2 separate regions of the Anas platyrhynchos genome follow, and region 2 is linked to region 1. Evidence: chromatin contacts called from public Hi-C data. All regions are on one chromosome and are shown on one strand. The core of a region is the stretch at or near the end of the contact, and the rest is flanking DNA. Distances in the headings are between cores, read along the strand shown. Region 1 holds the start of LOC113843351. Region 2 has its middle 10 kb from the start of RHAG.

Evidence for each region. A called contact is a pair of places that touch in the nucleus more often than the background predicts.
Region 2: a contact with region 1 is called in a Hi-C map of liver, with 1.8 times the contacts expected there. The contact joins the enhancer-like site here to the promoter of LOC113843351 in region 1. A contact is called at or near these places in 2 of 8 Hi-C or Micro-C datasets (liver and skeletal muscle).

What each region holds. Positions count from the first base shown.
Region 1 is chr3:115,852,841-115,858,397 of IASCAAS_PekinDuck_T2T, forward strand. It overlaps LOC113843351, which reads left to right and starts at 3,018. Exons shown (of 6, transcript XR_003496634.3): 1 at 3,018-3,479; 2 at 4,961-5,249.
Region 2 is chr3:115,915,827-115,921,383 of IASCAAS_PekinDuck_T2T, forward strand. No RefSeq gene overlaps it. Among named protein-coding and RNA genes, the nearest start is that of RHAG, 10 kb to the left of the region's middle. Within about 2 kb of position 2,910, at least 1 of the 8 cell types and tissues checked has an H3K27ac peak or open chromatin away from gene starts, as enhancers often do.

The DNA.
Region 1 (5,557 bases), core at 1,768-4,267:
GGGCTGAACAGCTGCAGGTGCCGGAGCAGTGGCACAGAGACACTGTGGGGGCTCCTCCTTGGAGATCTTCAGAAGCCGCCTGGACGCGGTCTTGGGCAGCCTGCTCTGGGTGGCCCTGCTGGAGCAGGGCTTGGAGCAGGTGGACCCAGAGGGCCCTGCCAGCCTCAGCCATCCTGCGATCCCCTGATCTGCGAACCAGCCAGCACCGGCTACGGGGTTTCAGCTCGAGTGGACTTTGTGAGCTGGAGGCACTGGGGAGATGGCCCCTACTCCCCCACAACACAACGTGGGGCTGGGCGGTTGCCACCTCTGGTCCCCTGGGGAAGGAAGGCGAGCAGCTCCCCAGCTGTTGCTCCCTGCCTAGCCCAGGCAGGCTTCTCCCCAGCCGCCTGATCCCTCAGGGCCACTGGGGAGCCTCTGTTGGGTCCCAAGGCCAGAAAAACCTGGCTGTGCTGCTCCGCATTTCCCTCAAACACCTGGCAGGCTGCTCCCATCGCCTTCCAAGAGCACCATCTCACCTGGTCAGCTGTCAGGTCCCAGGACACCTCTGCTAGCAGCCAGTTGATGACACCGCACTGCAGGCGGCTGTCATCTCCCCACAAGACGTTCTCCAGCTCGCAGTAAGTCTGCGCTCTGTCACCCTGGGGACAGACCACCATAGGGATCAGTTGCACTTGCTTTGCTCCTCTTGGCAGCGCGCCGCCAGCTGCCCACCTTCGCTCTGCAGAGCCTAGGGATGTGCTGCTGGGGCTGGGAAGCTGCAATAGGGACACTAATCCCCTGGCCTCTGGGCTTTGGCACCTATGGGACCTTGGGATGGGGCTCGGGCAAATGACTGCTCCTTGAGAAGCTCCAGGCTGGGCACTGCCCTGTGCCGGGACTTCTGGACGAGAAAACCAAGAGGGCAGAGGTGCCACCAGGCACAGTCTCCCCGTGCTCCCCCAGGGAACCCCGCTGCATCATGGTGGGGAGCCCTCAGCTCACCTCCTCATCTTGCAGGTGCTCTAGCAGAGAAGTCGCAACAGTGGCAGAGGTCGGGGCCACTTCAGGGACAGGCCCTGGCACCCTGCCTCTGCCCTGGCGACGTCTACGTCTGGGCCAGCAGCCCACACCTGGAAGGAAAGAACGGAGCAGGTGGCATCTGTGCTGCTGGCTGCAGGGGGCTGGAGCTGGTAGGGACAAGTCTCTTGGCCAGTTTGGAGAGAAATCTCCACAGGAGACGCAGCCCCAAGCAGCCTGCTGGGGAGGGTCCTGCTTCAGTCCCCAACCTCCCTCCCGCTGCCCCTCACCGCTAAGGGCTCTCATCCTCTCCGTCGCAGCAGGATGTCCCCAGATAGACACAAAGCTCTCTCTGGGTCCTCCTCCTACAGGCCCCACAAGCAACTGGGCCACAGCTGGCACCCATGGCAGAGGGATATAGGAGGGATACAGGAGGGATACGCTGTGACATCACCACCAGGGCCTGTTACCACTCAGAGGGCCGTCCCTAGCTCTTCGCTGAAGTAGACTTGAGGAGGAAACTTCTGCACTGAAATACATCCTGGCAAACCTACAGTATCTTGGTCTGGTTGTCACCTTTCAGCACTTCTCCACTGGGGTCATAGACTCAGAGAATGTCCTGAGTTGGAAGGGACCCACGAGGATCGCTGAGTCCAACTCCTGAGTCTCCAAAGTGTTATAAATGAGGTCTGAATTCAATCTGAATTTTGTAATATTTATAAAACAAATATTTCTAAAAGGTATAAAAGGCAAGTAAACAGCGCTGGGTGTGCAGGGAGTCTACGCTCCACCAACATGCACACACAAACATCAAACATTCTAAAAATACAGAACATTGCTTTATATACTAAACCCGAGTATGCCTATACATACGTACAGTCAGGAAAGGTAACAAACAATCCTTTAAGTTCCATGACTTAACAGTTTCCATTTTCCATTCCTTCTGAACAATATGTCTCGGTTTAAGTTGTTAAGCAACTCGGTCTTCAGGCCTTATGTATCCCGTTCTTCCCAGATCGAAGAAAAGCATATCCATCTCCTTTTCAAGGCTAATAGGCCTGGATCAAACAGGTTCAGGTCAATAGGGGGCGGAACAGCAAAAGCCTTCGATGGCTGTAGCTGCAGAGGGGCCCATGGCGTAGCAGAAGGATCAGTAAAGGAGCCCACAGCTCCCTCACTGTCTGGCAAACCACACGTTTCTGACTGTGGCCCCACAGGGCTCTTTAAGGCCTCAGAGATTGCTCGCCAGGTGCCGAGCAATCCCACTGCAACCTTGTCGTTTTTAGTTGCAGAATCCCACACCTTGACCTCAGTTTGGCCCCATATTTCAGGCTCGTAATCTGTCCAATTGTTAATAAGGAGAATAAGCTGTAAGGTTATCAGGACAGTCTTTGTTCCTAAGGACGTATGATTCCCCATAATGCGCAGCTGCTTACCAGCAAGAGGCAGTTGTGTGCACGGCTCCACTTCTCTCATCTCGAGCTTCTCTCCAGCTCTGGTGCGCCCATTTCCAGCGACTTTCTGTATGAGCTTCTTTGAGCAGTTTGCTGAGTTTGGCCGAACCTATCTTCATGAGGCGATCAATGTGCCTGTTCCCGTCCTGGTCTCCATTCTGCCAGCCTGTTCCTCTTCACTCCTTTTTCCTGCTTCTTTATTGATGTAACTTCATCATGTTGCCTTTTTTTTTTTTTTTTTTTTTTTTTCTTTTTCTTTTTTCTTGAGGGCAGGCTCCCCTCTTATACCCTTCTCTCCACAGCAATTCTTTTCAAAACAACTTTTCATTGGTCAAACAACTTTGAATGTAACAACAACAGCAAACACCCAGAAACATCCATGCCTTAACATGGAACCAGCAGGAGAACAAGAAACCGGAGACTGCATGGAGTCTCCTGAATCACCCTTGTTCCCTCTAAACTCTTTTATATTCCTGATGGCCTCATGGTTAAGAATCTAATGTTATCCCCTCCCCACTATGCGCATGCCCTCGGTTGCGCGGGTGAAACGGGTCGGTAACGGCTCGGCGCTGGGACATGGAGCCGGTGGGAGTTGTGAGGAAGCGGCTCGGGGAGTTGTTGTGGGGGCTGCCGCTGTGTTGGCCGCCAGGAGCAGGGGGTTAGGGGAAGGCGGTGTTGGTTGTAAGGACTACAACTCCCAGCAGGCTTTTCGGCCGGAGCGCCTGTTGCGCTGTTGGGGCTCGCAGCGTTTGCATGCTGGGAGTTGTAGTGCGCTACATGTATCCTGTGTACATGTATCCTGGCATTTCTTTCCTTTTGCTTGTTAACGTGCACTTTGTATCGGACGGATTATAATTGCTGGATTCTTCGTTTCCTCCTTTGCTGTTTGGTTTACAGACAATGAAACATCACCCTGCATCTTCCAGTAAAAGGGGGGAGACTGCTAATGAGGGAACAGCAAGAAAACCTACCAACAAAAAAATGGGAACGGATGGAGAAAAAAGAAAACAAGCTCAAAAACGAAAGGTAATAATTCTTTCGGGTCAAGTAAGTTAAAACATAACCAAAGAAAGAAAGAAGGATATTTGCCCACTTCTCTGGTGGACTTCATAGATTTCATATCTTTCATTAAAGGCAGTCCTCTTGAGGAAACATCCAGTGTGGACAGTTCCTTTGAGACCATTGTGGTTTAACCTTGGTAGGCAGCTCAGCCACACACAGCTGCTTGCTCATTCCCCCACAGTGGGATGGGGATGATACAAAGGTACAAGAGAGAAAACTTGTGAGTTGAGATAAATATAGGGTAAAAGGTAAATCAAAAGCTAAGCACCCAAACAAAGCAAAATAAGGAATTCACTCACAGCTTCCCGTTGGCCAGCAGATGTTGAGCTGTTTCCAGGACAGCATTTGTCTTGGGACTTCACAAATTGTCTTGGGAAGACAAAGGCCATACCCTCACACACACCATCTTCTTTTCCCCCAGCTCTTATTGCTGAGCACGATGTCATGTGGTATGGATTACCTGTTTGGTCAGCTGGAGTCAGCTGTCCTGGCTGTGTCCCCTCCCAGCCTCTTGTGTACCCCCAGCCTTGCTGGCAGGGCAGTGTGAGAAGCAGAAAAAGCGTTGGTTCTGTGTAAGCAATCTTCAACAACAGCAAAAACCCAGTGTTATCCACAATGTCTCGGTCAGAAAATTAAAATATGGTGCTATATAAGCTGCTGGGAAGAAAGCTAATACTGTCCCAGCCAAAACCATAATAGAGATCCCCTGCCTTAACTAGGAACTGTGGAAGCCAGGGAGCAGGTGTGTGCTACCGTGTTTGGTCAGCAGAGGGAAGTGTTGCCTGATGGTTAACAAGAAGACAAGCTGGCTGTAGTTTTGAAGACCTGCATAGAGTCTGTATGAACAGAGTGATGAAATCTAAGTTCCTTTGGCTCAGGTGACATTTCTTCAGTCCTGGAAAATATTCTGCCCATATCTTAGGATTGACCTGGGCAGCTCACTGTTGGAAAGAGTTTGCTTAACAGCTTATCTTATGAGCAGCATGAGTTCAGTGGTTAGAGCTGGTTAGGCAAACATCTTGTGTGTTTCTTATTACGTGACCCATTCTTGGAATGGGAGGAACTAAGAAGAATGAATCGCTTTCCTTAACCTGCTTGAGATGAATTACAGTGTCACAGTTCAGAAAGCCTTTTTTGTAGTCAGTAGTAACAGATGAATGTCAAGCATTGAAGTGCTTTCAAGTGCTTCTTATGGTGGGTTAATGGTAGTAAATAAATTGTTGCACAGCAGAGAATGTCTCAAAATTGCAACATTTTTAGTATTTTTATTTTATTTTATTTTTTTTTTCAGGGAGTCACTCAGACAGTCAAAAGGAAAAATAAGGAAGTTCTGACTATGTTTACTTCACTTGATGCCTTCTGTGCTTGGAGGCTTTCTGATTTAAAAAACAAACAAACAAAAAAAAACAAACAAAAAACAAACTTTGCCTTTATTTTCGTTCCAGATCTATTTTGCCCCAACAAAGTGGGGGAAAAGGAGATTTTCAGAAATACCTAAACTTGTTGAAAGAGAGGTAAGAAATCATCTTTTTGAGAGAAAAAGGAATTTGGTTTACCCAGTTGTTCTGTGCCATTGTTGGAGGATTGCACCTGGGAGCATCACACTTGGAAAAACTTGGAAGAGAGTGTGGATGCAAAATCAAAGAGGGAGATATTGACAGTGGACAAGCAAGTGTTGTTGAAAGTATCCAGACCCATTTTAGCTACTTCTACAGAAGTAGCAGGACTAAGGAGGTATTCTTAACAGCTCCTTTAATAAGCATTATACTTATTTAGGAGGGTTTATGTTTGTTGGCAGCTATTTATTTTGTTATCATTTTATGATAGAGGCAGGAGTAGTGAGCTAAATTTTCTTAAATTCTAATTCATTTTGTGACCGTTAAAGTTAATTCAAAGAGAAGTCAAAGGGGAAAAAAAAAATGTTAGGCCATAACCTGAAGTCTTTTTATGTCATGGAAACAGTTGTTTGTGACTGAGAATTTTTGTGTGTGTTGGTATACCATACCCTTATGAATATCAGGCCTAAACCTGTATGCTGCTTT
Region 2 (5,557 bases), core at 1,660-4,159, 63 kb after region 1:
ATTCTGATCAGACCTACTCATTCCATTGTCTCCAATAGGCTTTTAAAAAAAACTTTTTAGGCACTAATACTCTGAGCACATCCTGAAGATGTCCACACCATCCTGTGCCTGTAATTTATAGCTAAAGTCAAATATACAATGAAAATAAATAGGTATCTTAAACAAGGTCTACTTTAGTTTCTCCTAGGAATAGCTGAGAGAGCAATGTACTAGATAACACCATTTCTGCATGTAAACAATCCAGTCAATATAGGTGAATGAGGAATAAGAAAGCATAAAGGGTTCAGCTTCCTCCTCTAGGTAAGTAAAGTGGTAAATAAAACTCATTAACCTGCAACAATAGTTCTCTAGACAGTCACCAAACCACAGAATTCCAGGAAAGCCTGCCAGATAACCACACTGCTGGAACAATAGTGCTTGTTTTGGAAAAAAATAGCAGGGAGGAGACTCAAAACCAGACTTTGATCTGGAAAGGCTTCTCAGTAAAATGTATCCAGATTTACCAAACTTACAGACATAGGGTGTTTCCCTCATTTCCTGACATTGTCTCAAATACCTAGAATTTGCCTTGAACTAAAAGGATGAAAACTGCACCTTACTGTCCCAGAAGAGCTGGAGCCTGTTGGAGCTGCCTCCAGATCTTCATTTGGACCTTATCAAACGAAGTTGACTTTCTCTGACATCCACTGTTGTTAAAACCAATTAGTAGGCTCTGACTCTTACTGAACATATTCATGGCTAGACTCTTCTATAATTAGACTCTCATTGCCTTGCATGTCAAAGTGGTGAAAATAGAACTTGACTTTGAGCTAGTCTACCTGTAGATGAGAAGTCTATTTACATACCAATGGAGCATCCTGCCAAATCCCTCCTAGCTGGACACACAACTTCTAGTAGCAAAAAAGTTCATTTGATAACACTGAAAAAAAATCCATGAAGGATGTGTTCTGCTGCTATAAGCTTCTGTGCACTAAAACACCTGCCAGAACATAAATGTTGAAAGGCAACGACTCTTCACACCTCTGAGTTGACAAAAATATTCTCATGAATCATTTCTAACATTCAGATGGTGCTTGAACAGTACTGTATTTTATGCTCCCCATCAGGATGAATAAATATATATGGAGTCAACCTCAAGAGTGAAAAAAATTTAAAGGGGACTTGCTGATAAGGTACAGATTGGCAATGAATGATGCCAAGCACATTTTGAACTTGTGATTAAACTGAATGATTAATTGGTCTCCTGATAAATTTCTAGAATATTAAACAGTTCATTTTTCTTCCAGATTTCTTTTAATAAAACACAGTTTTTCATTACTAATGCAATACCGTCCCTATACAAAAGAAAAAAAAAAGGAAAACAACAACAACAACAACAACAAAAACAATATATGCGTATATTTTTCAATTGCAGCAACCAGTACTTTAAGAAACATCTCCTGACACACGTAATAGTGAAACTTGCACAGGACACCACTCCTAAAGCATTAAGTTAGGATTCTACTTAAACAAAACAGGAGACACTTTCACATTTTCTGATATGTTGCTGGGTGATATTACATCATATAGCCAGAATTCCACAGCCACCTCTGCACAAGAGGCGAATCCATTCTTGCTGTGAAATTGTTGGATTCATGTAATTTCTGTGTTTTAGAAGCAGAAGTGCTTAGAATCTCTCCCTTACTTGTCCTGCTTTCAAACTTGCACAAAAATCACAAGAGCTAAATTTCAACTCTGCCAAAATAAACATTTTTTTTCCATCCAGGAATTGCTTTCTTTCAAATTGTGGTTGTCATAAATATCAGCGTGAAGAATGCTGTATATCAGTAAGTAAAAATAACATGGTTTAACCTACATTGACTTTGTTATCTTCAATGTAGGTTTCTGGAATATGTTTACACTGGGAAATGACTTCCCTGTTCTATCAAGTCCTAAGTGAAGTAAGCACAGGCAGTGGTTTGAATAGGAACAGGATTATCAGTAGATGAATTGGTACATTTAAATAAGCACATTTAATACTGCATATTAGTTCTGTATATAGATTCCTTATCTCATTTATTATTTCTTCTGAACCTGTCTTAATACACATATGCAAGTTCTAGTAGACTGAAAATTAACTTTTTATATCTCACGACACTGGTGAGATTTGTGGGTAAAATGGAGACTAAATTGTTTCTGAATTTTGTGATCAAGAACAAATTTCTCATCCTGTCATCTATCTGAATAGAAAGTTCATGATCTTAATTAGAATTGGTGTGAAAAATGTCAGTGACTTCCCTTGTAAGTTCCACTCCTATTTTAAAAACAAGGGTCCTTTGGAGAAGTGAATAGTTAAGCAAGTCCTAAAGTAAAACAATAAAAAAATAAAAAATCTGTTTTACATTGAATAAAAAAAATAAAATTGTGTTTCGTTCAAAGTTTGTCAATGAAATAAACAAAACCCTTATTTTTATTTCACTTTATCAGCTTGGGTTTTCATCTTTTACTTCCACACTTTATGCAGAAATAGGAGAAGAGAAGAAGACAGAGAAGGAGTGTTGATGATGCCAAATTGAAAGGCAATAATGTCATTTGCTTTGAAATGATCATTTCAGTTACTATGGAAAAAGAAATAAATTGTGATAACCATTTTAGAGAGCTATTCTCACTTACACATTGCACTGTGTTGCTCACCAGTAAATGCAACAAATAGTTAATGTGCAATTTCACTGATATATGCAAGACTATTTCCATGCCAATTTAGTTCATCTTCTAAAAATTATTTTTCCACAAGACTTATTGATGCCAGACTCAGAAGAGCTTTATAAGTCCTAGGGAACAGCCCGATGGCTGCACTGCACTGCCCCCAAACCAGAAGATCAAGACCAGTGGCCAGCCCATGAACTTGTAGATGTCGCCTTGTGGGAGGGAGTGGCATTTCCTCACTTCTATCTCCTTGCTCCCATGTCCCCTTGACTTGTGGTTAAACTGAGATAGAATTATACTGGAGGTGTGGCTACAGAATGCCATATTATAATTACTGGGCCTTAGTGCTTCGCAGGCTCTTTCTCAGTGTTCCCTAATTAATCTTTCTCACCCCTGGCTATGTCAGTTTATCTCTGTGCTGCAGTTGGAGAGACTGAAGCAGACAGGTTAAAAGTCTTTCCTGCAGCCTGGAGAGGAGACAGGATCTGTCAAATATCTTTTTAATGAGAAGGTCCCAACTCTTATTTTTCACAGTTTAACCGTGGCCTTTGCACTTAGAGGAATCCATTTTTTGGCAGCCTGGTGTAGAAGAGGTAGGAGCAGGGGTGGGGAACACCCTCGTCCTGTCCTGGCTCTGCTGGCTTTTTGCCACACGGTCTCACTCAAGGATCTTGCTACAGTTTTGTGTCTTGGGCACCAGTTGGGTCTTCTGACAAGAGGAATTTCTGGTGTTTTGTCAAGGACGCATTTGCAGACAGGAGTGTGTTTGTATAGAGTGCTGCAGGCCAAACTTGAGGTGAGGGCTTAGGCCAAGTTTGGGATCTGGGCTTCCTTGGACATTTAGATAAGGATTTCAGAGGAAATAATAAGTGAATTTGCCTAGAGTATACAGACATAGAATCACAGAATCACAGAATTTATAGGTTGGAAGAGACCTCAAGATCATCGAGTCCAACCTCTAAGCTAACACTAACAGTCCCCACTAAACCATATCCCTAAGCTCTACATCTAAACGTCTTTTGAAGACTTCCAGGGATGGTGACTCCACCACCTCCCTGGGCAGCCCGTTCCAGTGCCTAACAACCCTTTCAGTAAAGAAGTTCTTCCTAACATCCAACCTAAAACTCCCCTGGCGTAACTTTAGCCCATTCCCCCTCGTCCTGTCACCAGGCACATGGGAGAACAGGCCAACCCCCACCTCGCTGCAGCCTCCTTTAATGTACTTATACAGAGCAATAAGGTCACCCCTGAGCCTCCTCTTCTCTAGGCTGAACAAGCCCAGCTCCTTCAGCCGCTCCTCATAGGACTTGCTCTCCAGGCCCCTCACCAGCTTCGTCGCCCTTCTTTGGACCCGCTCAAGCACCTCGATGTCCTTCTTGTAGCGAGGGGCCCAAAACTGAACACAGTACTCGAGGTGCGGCCTCACCAGAGCCGAGTACAGGGGGACATCACAGGAAAGGTATGCCTAAGAGAAACACATCCACATATGATCATGTATGAGATGTTACAGCTGCGCTGTGGTGGTCCACCATGGTGGTCAGGCAAGTATCTTGTCTCTGCACAGTTTTTTTGAGCAAGTTCTCATCTTTCAATTCTGAACTCTATCTCTACCTGCAGTCCGTGAGATTTCTTATATTCATTTACAGATTATCATCTAAATATTTATTCTCATCAAATGATCAACTTGCAACACCAGAACCCAATCTTTTTTGGTGGGACTTAAGGAATAATAACAGTGTGGGGGCACGTAGAGGGTTGCACAATTGGCATGGTGCACATTTCACTTATGAGTGTCCATCTAAAAGCTAAGCATCCGGTGCAAATTTGTCATCTATGCTCTCTCTCTGGTAAGTGAAAAGACGTAGTCTTTGGTGGGATCTATCTTTTCTCAGTGATTAGACAATTTCTGGCATCTTGAAATGAATCACCTTGTGGTGTTTCCAACCCTTGTTTTCTATTTGGTAGAAAGATTTAGCTATAGCTTCTTAAACCTGTTGTTATTATATGTATGGAATATTAAGGCAAAAGTTATGGAAAGAGCTATTGTCTCTATCAGACAGATGGAGAAAAACAGGGAAGATTTAGGCTTTCAGCAAAACTTTAAGACACTGGAAGAGAAAGACCTTCCATTTTGCTTAGTTTCAAGGCTGATTCTCAGACATCTAAAATAGATAGCATGATGTCTGCAGTTGACATATTTTAAATATCATAAGTGTTCTTTCTTCAAAAGCATAAGACTGTTAAATGGCACTTTGTAATATTTGTTTAAAACTGTGCTTAAAGTCCTTGTCATGTAAGTTAGCTGCTTAGGAGCTCTTACATCATTCTCCACAGATAAGGCTTGTACCATAGTAGTTGTTCTTATCACCTCTCAGCATATGTACGTCTTAAGAGTATGTCTGAAGCTGGAACAGAAATTGGAAGAAATTTTTGATGTTTTTATTTTTTGAATTACAAAAACTGAATTACATCGAAAAATCATTAGAGTTCTCAGCAAATATCAAAAAATCTATGCTACTACCAGAAAGGAAACAACGCTCAAGAGTATCACTATAAAAATAAGTTTGTGAAAATAGTCAGAGAATGGAGAAATGCATTATTTGACATGCTGGATCTAGCAGTGAATGTCATATTTCTCTTACTTCACCTGCCTATGGGAAACTCATATTCAGAAACATCTCATCTTTTCCAGGGACATGAACAGCTAAGTCTAAGTCAGACACCCAAATTTTTCTTGCAGTTTTGAGAAAAATAATCATCCTGGTAGCATTTCATCTCACCTGCTATTCCTCTTATTCCACATCAATTAAGAACTAGAATTTTTTAAAATTACCTACGAAAGTAAGAAGGATAATGCCTTCAGTAGCCCAGC